Linked DNA regions of Gossypium hirsutum: region 2 is linked to region 1. The links are chromatin contacts, called in public Hi-C maps. All regions are on one chromosome and are shown on one strand. Each heading gives the region's core, a stretch centred on a gene start, on an enhancer-like site or on the middle of the called end of the contact. The rest is flanking DNA. Distances are from core to core; before and after follow the strand shown.

Region 1 (3,654 bases), core at 767-3,266:
TTTTATCTTGGCTCCCCATTGACAAAATTTCTGGTTTTGTCCATGGTGATTTAGGCCTTTCAAATGGTAAAAAATGCTTACTGAATTCATTAAAAAAATATAAATTTATAAATTAATATAATAAAATTACTTTTTTGACGGAACTTATAAATTATAACCTTGAAAGTATAATTAGACTGACCATAAAACAATCTAAACTGTTCAACCCAAATCGATCTGAACTTGATTTAACCTGAATCAAAATGACTCGAATAAATAATCAAAATTAATCCAAACCCGTAATGAAACTATCGAAAAGTTCAAGCCTCAAACTCCAAAATAACCTGAAAATATCCTAAACCTCAAATAACTTGATCAAGATTAATCATTACCTAAACCAATTTTGTTGTTTGGTGTTTTAACAGGTATCCAACAGACTCTGTGAAGCTAATGTTGTCATCACAAACAGGGTTGACCAAGAACCAAGTATTAATTCTTTTATAATCTTATTTAAACTTTACCCACAAATTTATCAATTTGTTTAAGCTTCAATTGATGTTGTTGTTAATTTCAGGTATCGAATTGGTTTATAAATGCTCGAGTTCGGCTATGGAAACCAATGATTGAAGAAATATACAAAGAGGAGTTTGCAGATTCTCCACAACACGTCTCTCATGATCTTATTGAGGGTTGATTCAAGCAGTGGGAAAAAAAATTCTGATCTTTCTCATGATATGATTTAAGACTTGGTTTTTGTTGAGGAATCGACTCTTTCGAGAGAATTTTTGAAGTGTCATGTGTCGGGTATTCAGCCAATCCCTAAACAATCGAAAGTATTATTCCTTGATGGGGGGTTTTGTCTCCTTACTGTGCCGAGAGTCAATGTTCCATGAGCAGCTGTCTAGTGGGCCTGATTCACAGAGTTGAAGCATCTCAGTTGGTAGACTTACAAGACTCAAGGTCTAAAGGAGAGATGTTAGTATAGAACGTATAAGCCACTTACCTGCAATTGTGATACCATTTGAGTTAAGTGTCTTCTAGGCCTTAGGTTGGTGTTTGAGTCCTCTTGTATGCAAGTGAGCTTTAATTATTACACATCTTGTACTAACATATTTTCTTTAAGTTTTGTAAGTACACAAATCAATGCACTCCCAACTTTGTGTACTTAACTAAATCCAAATATTTAACGAATTCAAATATCTAACGAATAATTTAATTAAGTACTAGCTTACGACACTATTAGTGTAATAATATAACTTAAATAATACTTGGTTGACTTGTGAGAACTCAATTAAGGGTTTATTATATGTATAAATAATAATGATTAAAATAGTAATACTCGAATTCAATATAATTTCAGATTCAAAACATATTTGGGAATTCAGTTTTCATAAAAAAAAAGCATAATGATAAATAAATCCATTAACATTTACAATTTTTGTCAATTTGAACCTTATTCTTTTTTTAAGCTAAATTTGACCCCGACCTTTTAAAAAGAATTAAATTTGGCCATCAACCTTTAAAAAAATCGGGTTGTTTTTTTTTTAACAGAAATATTGACAAAAATGTTAATTTTTTAAACATTGTAACCTGCATGACAATCCAAGTATACTTCATGCTTCTATTTTAATGTTTTAAAATTTTAATTTGTTTTTCTTTTTTTAATACTTTTATAAATTTTAAATTATTTGTTGACTATGACATATAAGACAAATAATGCCATGTTAGTATGAAGTACACGTGGACTGTTATGAGAGTTGTCACACCGCCACTAAAAAATTAATGTTTTAGTCAAAATTTTTGTTAAAAGAAAAAACAAATTAACTACTTTTGAGAGGTTAATAGTCAAATGTAGCTAAAAAAGGAATAATGATCAAATTGATAAAAATGTAAAAGTTAAGGGTTAAATTTATTATTATGTGTAAAAAAATTACAAAAGTAGAACAAATGGGCTTGTTGAAGGGCCATGTTGGGCTTTTAGGCCTAGTATTCAAATGCAAACTATTACTTGAATGGGCATTCGTTAAACTCAAAATTCTCGGAGGGATAAATCCTTGTACTCCCTACTCAGTTAAGTGATAATGCTGCTCCGACGACTGCCTTCCACCGCTGTTTCCCTCGCAACCGCCGCTCTATCCCGGCGTTCCACTTCTTACTTGTTATCTTCTCAGCGACGCCTTCAATCCTTCAATTCAATCTCCTTTTACCCTACACTTAGCTTCCGTTCCTTTTGCTCGACCTCCGAAATATCACCGGAATTTACCGACTTAATCACAGATCAGTCCTCCAAACGCGTAAAAATTCCACTCCTTTTCACTTATTATTTTAATATTTCTTTTAAAATTTATTTGGATTGATGTTTAATTCAGTTTTGGTTTCTTATAGGGACCTCTCAAACCTGGACTGTATCTCGTCGGAACACCTATTGGAAACCTTGAAGATATAACTTTACGGTAATTTATTTCTATTCTTTTAGTTTATTTTTATTATATATATATGTATATACCTGTGAATCTTGACCTGATGTAGGGGCGTAAATGAGATACATTGTGCTTGCAAGCTCGAGTTTGACTAAAAAAATCTTAAACCTGATTAGATAATTATCGAGCTGAGCTCAAGTTTGAGCTATCAATACAGCCGAATTCAAACTTAGTAATACTTCACTCGAACTGTTTGCGAGTTATTGAGCTTAATTATTGAGCCAAGCTTGAGGTTGAATATGTACGAGCTTCTTGAATATAAAAATTAGTAAATGAGCTTAACCGGGCTCGAGACAGCTCGATTATATCTTGAGCTGAACTCAAGCTTAAAAATAAATGTTCGATCAAGCTTGAGCCGAGAATAGAGCTCCGAATTTCTAGTCAAGCTCCCTAGTATTTGGGATCAGCTCAGCTCAAGTACAATCTCTAACTTGAAATCAAAGACCGGAGCCAATCAATCCGAACTCAAACCCGAACCTGTCTAACACAAAGTCAAATGATTTGAACAAGTAACTCAAAAATACTAGAGCTTGAACTGAGCAAAACTTAAAATGATTCGAAGTTGTTGTTATCTGAACCAAAAATTTGAACCGGCCATAATCTAAAATGGCTCAAACTTAAAATTGATACAAAGACTTAAAAATTTTAAAACTCCAATCAATCTGAGCCAGATTGATCCATCCAAAATCAACTTGACCCATCAAATCGATTGGCCTATAACTATCATGTTATTGGTGATTTCATCAATGCAGTGCTCTACGGGTGTTGAAATCAGCTGATGTCATACTATCGGAGGACACGCGGCATTCTGGGAAGTTACTTCACTATTACAACATCAAAACACCTCTTGTAAGTGAGATCGAGCCAATTTTTTCCTTGATCAGTTTGGTACCTTTTGTTATGTCTTTCAACAATTCTGATTGTGTGGGTTTTAGAATTTCAGCTAAGCTATCACAAATATAATGAATCTCAAAGAGAACACAAAGTTTTAAAGAGGTTAAAGCAAGGGGAGATTGTAGCCTTAATCAGTGATGCTGGAATGCCAGGCATTAGCGATCCTGGTACGGAACTGGTTAGTTTTTGCATCCCTATTGGCTGAATTCTATAGAAAGCTTGGTCTTTGATTAAGAATGCAACTATTGATGTTTGGTATCGTGGTTTAGGCAAAGATATGTGTGGATGAAAACATCCCTGT
Region 2 (3,710 bases), core at 986-3,485, 210 kb before region 1:
ACTTAAGCCTTCAACCACTCTCAAAACAAAATCCGAAAATAAAAGATAAAAGAATGATAAAAAACCATATATAAAAATACAACTAAATAAAAAATTATTTGAAACATTATCGATGAAATTAAAAAACTGGAGAGAATATTAAATGCAAATATTTGAAGAAAAAAGAAAAAATAGGAGCAATAACGTGACCTCAAACTACCCTTTCATTGACCACGGCGTCGGCGTGGAATGGTTGGTTGGTGACAGGTTGGAGCCTGGAAAGACGACATTCTAGTTCTCGTAAAACGACAACTTATTAAAAAGAAAAGCTGCTCACTTGATCATCGAGAAATGTGATCCCCCAATTACCCCCTTTCTCCACCGGCTTTTCCCGGTCACTTCCTTTTCATCTTTCCCTCCATTCGCCCCTTTTTTTTTCCTTTTTATTTTTTATTTAATAATTTCTTAAATTTAATTTACAGTTGAAATATCCGATAACTCTCTCTATTCTTCAAAAATTTAGAATTTAGTTCTTATATTTTTATTTTCAAAGATTTAATCTTTTTTACTTTTTAGATTTCTAATTTTAGATCCAATCAAATTTTCAGAAGCGAACTGGTCCGGCTACCGATTTATCGGTCCAATTGATCTAATTGATTCAATTAAAAAAATCATAAAAGTAAAAATGTTAAAATTTTGGTTCAACTGCTTGGTTTTACTTGTTTGTACCGATTCTTAAGTCAATCGATTCAATATCCTTATTTGGATCGATACTCGATGGGTCTAATTGGTTCAATTAAATAAATTATTAAAACAAGTTTATTGCCCGTTTTAACAAGTTTGTATCAATTCTCAAGTTAACTAATTTAATGTCCTTCAGATTGATACCTCGATCAATTTTGTGTCCAACCAATCTAATCAACTGGTGCAGTTCAGTTCAAACAACATTGGGTCCAACTGTTAACACTATTATCATTTTTAAATTAATGGTAATTATGATACTATTTTTTAATTACATTATTATTATCAAGTAACTTTTTTATTTTAAAATGTTGCAGAAAAAAATTAGAGTTAATTGTACCAATTATCCCCAAAGCTATGACCCTCATTCTAAATTAGTCCCTAAACTTCAAATCATTTTATTTACATCCCTAAATTATTGAGGTTATATCAATTAGGTACTTTTGTTACTAAAATCATTAATTTAAATGATAAATGACATGCCAAATATTATGTAACATAGTTTAAAATGAAATTTTAAAAAATGAATATTATAAAAATAGATATTTTAAAAATATTAGTTTTAAGGTTTCCAAAATTTGTATTTTTCGCTTTTTTTTTCCAGTTTTACTTTAATTTTAGTTTTTGTACTTTTAAAAGTTATGCGACAAAGTTTTATTTCTTTAAATTTTTTATTTTAAATTTAGCTATGTAATATTTGATGTCTAATTTAATGGTTAAATTAACAATTTTAATAACGAAAGGACCTAATTGACATAACATTAATAGTTTAGATATGTAATTAAAACTAAAGCTGGCAAATAGGCTCGAGCCCGAAAGCTTACCTATGCTGATTTGAGCCCATAACAATTTAAGTTTGAGAAAGCTCAAGCTTGCAATAGATTCAAACTCAAGAAAAATCCAAGCCTGAGCCTGACAAAGCCCAAGTCCATAAGAATCAGAGAAAATCGAAACTGTGTTCTTATCTTATAAAAGTAAAATGAATTATTACATTAAAAAATTAAAAAAATTATAACTTACAAAAATTCAAAATTATTTAAACCCATCAAAGTTTGCTGGCTCGAATCTAAGCTCGAATTTGAAAAAATTGAGCCCAAAAAATTCTAAGTTTGAAAGAGCTTGAGCTTGAGAACATCGTAGTTTGAAAAATTTCGAGCCCAAAAAATCAGAGTCCAAGCTAATTTGGACCTAAAAAAAATCTAAATATGAAGAAAGCCCAATCCGAGCCAGCCCGTTTGCCTCTGTAATTAGAACGTTTTGGAGTTTAGGACCAATTTAAAATGAAAGTAATAGTTTGGGGTTTCCTGGTGCTATTAACGAAAAAATTTAACGGTTGGACCTGATTTTAAAAATCTGAAAAGTAAAAAGATTAAATTCTTGGAAATAAAAGTATAAGGACTAAATTCTTAATTTTCAAAAAATACAGGGAGTTATGACAAATTTTAACCTTCACCGTACACTGACAAATATACCCCACATTTACTAATATATTATTTTTTCTGTTCAATTTCTCGTTTCAAATAATTTTTATTTTTCATTTTCTCGTATCCTCACAGAGTCTTCTTCTTCTCTTCGTGTCTTGTACACTGCAGTGAAACAGAGGGAAAAAAATCCTCTGAAAAACAAACCCTAAATATCTCTTTTTTATTTTTATTTTTGTTATTTCAATGGAGTACCAAAGAGCTTCGGCTGCTACATCTTTCAGTAAGAAACTTAGTAACGGCCATAGTTTCAATGGTAAAAGCTTGTACGACGGCGTTTTCGGTGGTCAAACCAAAGTTGGATCGGCCGTTGAAGATTACGCCGAGATATTCGGCGGTGGTTCCGGTTCTTCGATTCCGTTCCTCGATGTCCCTGAACTGAACCAGAGGAAGTTCTCCGTCGAGGTTTCTAGCTCGAAGCTTGATTATTCCAACATTTTTGGTGGTTTTGGGGATGTGGATTTTGCTGTTTCTCATGAAGAATTCGTCGCTAAACCAACTAGAGATAAAAAGTAAGTTCATTTTATTTATTTTTCTTTTTGATCTTCTATTTAGTTACTAAAATATGTAAATATGGTGTTAGGGAGTGTTTGGATGTTGAAATATGTTTGTGTTTTCATGTATAGGTAAAACCTTGATCTTTAAGAGCTTGTTTGGTTTGAGAATAGTTGTGTTGAACCTTTGATCTTTGCATTTAATGTTGAATGCTAAATTCATTAGAAAGTGGTAGCACTAAATTTAACACGTTAAATATTGTGATTTTTTTTCTTTATTTATATGAGGAAAGATCTAGCATAAATTAGATTAATTTTGTAGGAGACCAGCTAAGACGAAATCGCATTCGGAAGGGTCGTTTTCGTATCCTTCAAGTAATCGAGTTGTGTCAAACGATGAGGCTTCCCATGGATCAAGTAATGGTGTGAAGCAGTTCAAAATGTCGTATAATAAAAGTAGCCTCGGAAGCAAAAATGGGACGAATGGAACAATACATGTAGCTGTTCCTGGTTTCACTTGTGTTGTTGATGAAAACATAGCTCCGCCGAGGGAGGACCCGGTTTCTTCTGCTGTAAATGAGCCTTATGGCACTGAAAAGTTAGGTGGGGGGAAAGGGGATGATGGTGTACATTGTGAGAAACCAGCGTCTGATGTTCAAGCTTGTGGTGTTGGTAAGGAGACTTTGAAAGGTGTGGATCAGTTCCATAGCGAGCCTAAAAGTAATGGGTCTGATTGTAACGATGTTCTATTTGGGACCTATGATTTTGGCCGTGGAACACCTCCTTCAAAAGTGAAGCGAGCTTCAAGCATGTCATATAACAATGGTGTTAATAATCGTGATTCTTTGAAGTTTGGGGTTCCGAGGAGTCAATCTTTGGATTGTGATATGGGTGTTTCTTCTCCCCCTTACTTTGATGATGAATTGGATGTGAATTCAGTTGCAGCTACTTCTGCTGCAGCAGTGAAGAAAGCAATAGAGGAGGCTCAAGCTAGGTTAAAAGTTGCAAAAGAAAT

The links. Hi-C and Micro-C count contacts between places; a contact is called where the count stands out from the background.
Region 2: a contact with region 1 is called in a Hi-C map of leaf, with 1.7 times the contacts expected there. The contact joins the promoter of LOC107935080 here to the promoter of LOC107935092 in region 1. A contact is called at or near these places in 2 of 34 Hi-C or Micro-C datasets (callus and leaf).

What each region holds. Positions count from the first base shown.
Region 1 is chrD06:477,025-480,678 of Gossypium_hirsutum_v2.1, reverse strand. LOC107935092 (ribosomal RNA small subunit methyltransferase I) reads left to right here and starts at 2,016. Exons shown (of 11, transcript XR_001694136.2): 1 at 2,016-2,273; 2 at 2,365-2,432; 3 at 3,212-3,308; 4 at 3,403-3,531; 5 at 3,623-3,654. LOC107935058 (BEL1-like homeodomain protein 11) reads left to right here. Exons shown (of 4, transcript XM_016867603.2): 3 at 405-465; 4 at 554-1,178. The coding sequence ends at 673.
Region 2 is chrD06:682,631-686,340 of Gossypium_hirsutum_v2.1, reverse strand. It overlaps LOC107935080 (auxilin-like protein 1), which reads left to right and starts at 2,235. Exons shown (of 8, transcript XM_016867634.2): 1 at 2,235-2,713; 2 at 3,018-3,710. The coding sequence starts at 2,388.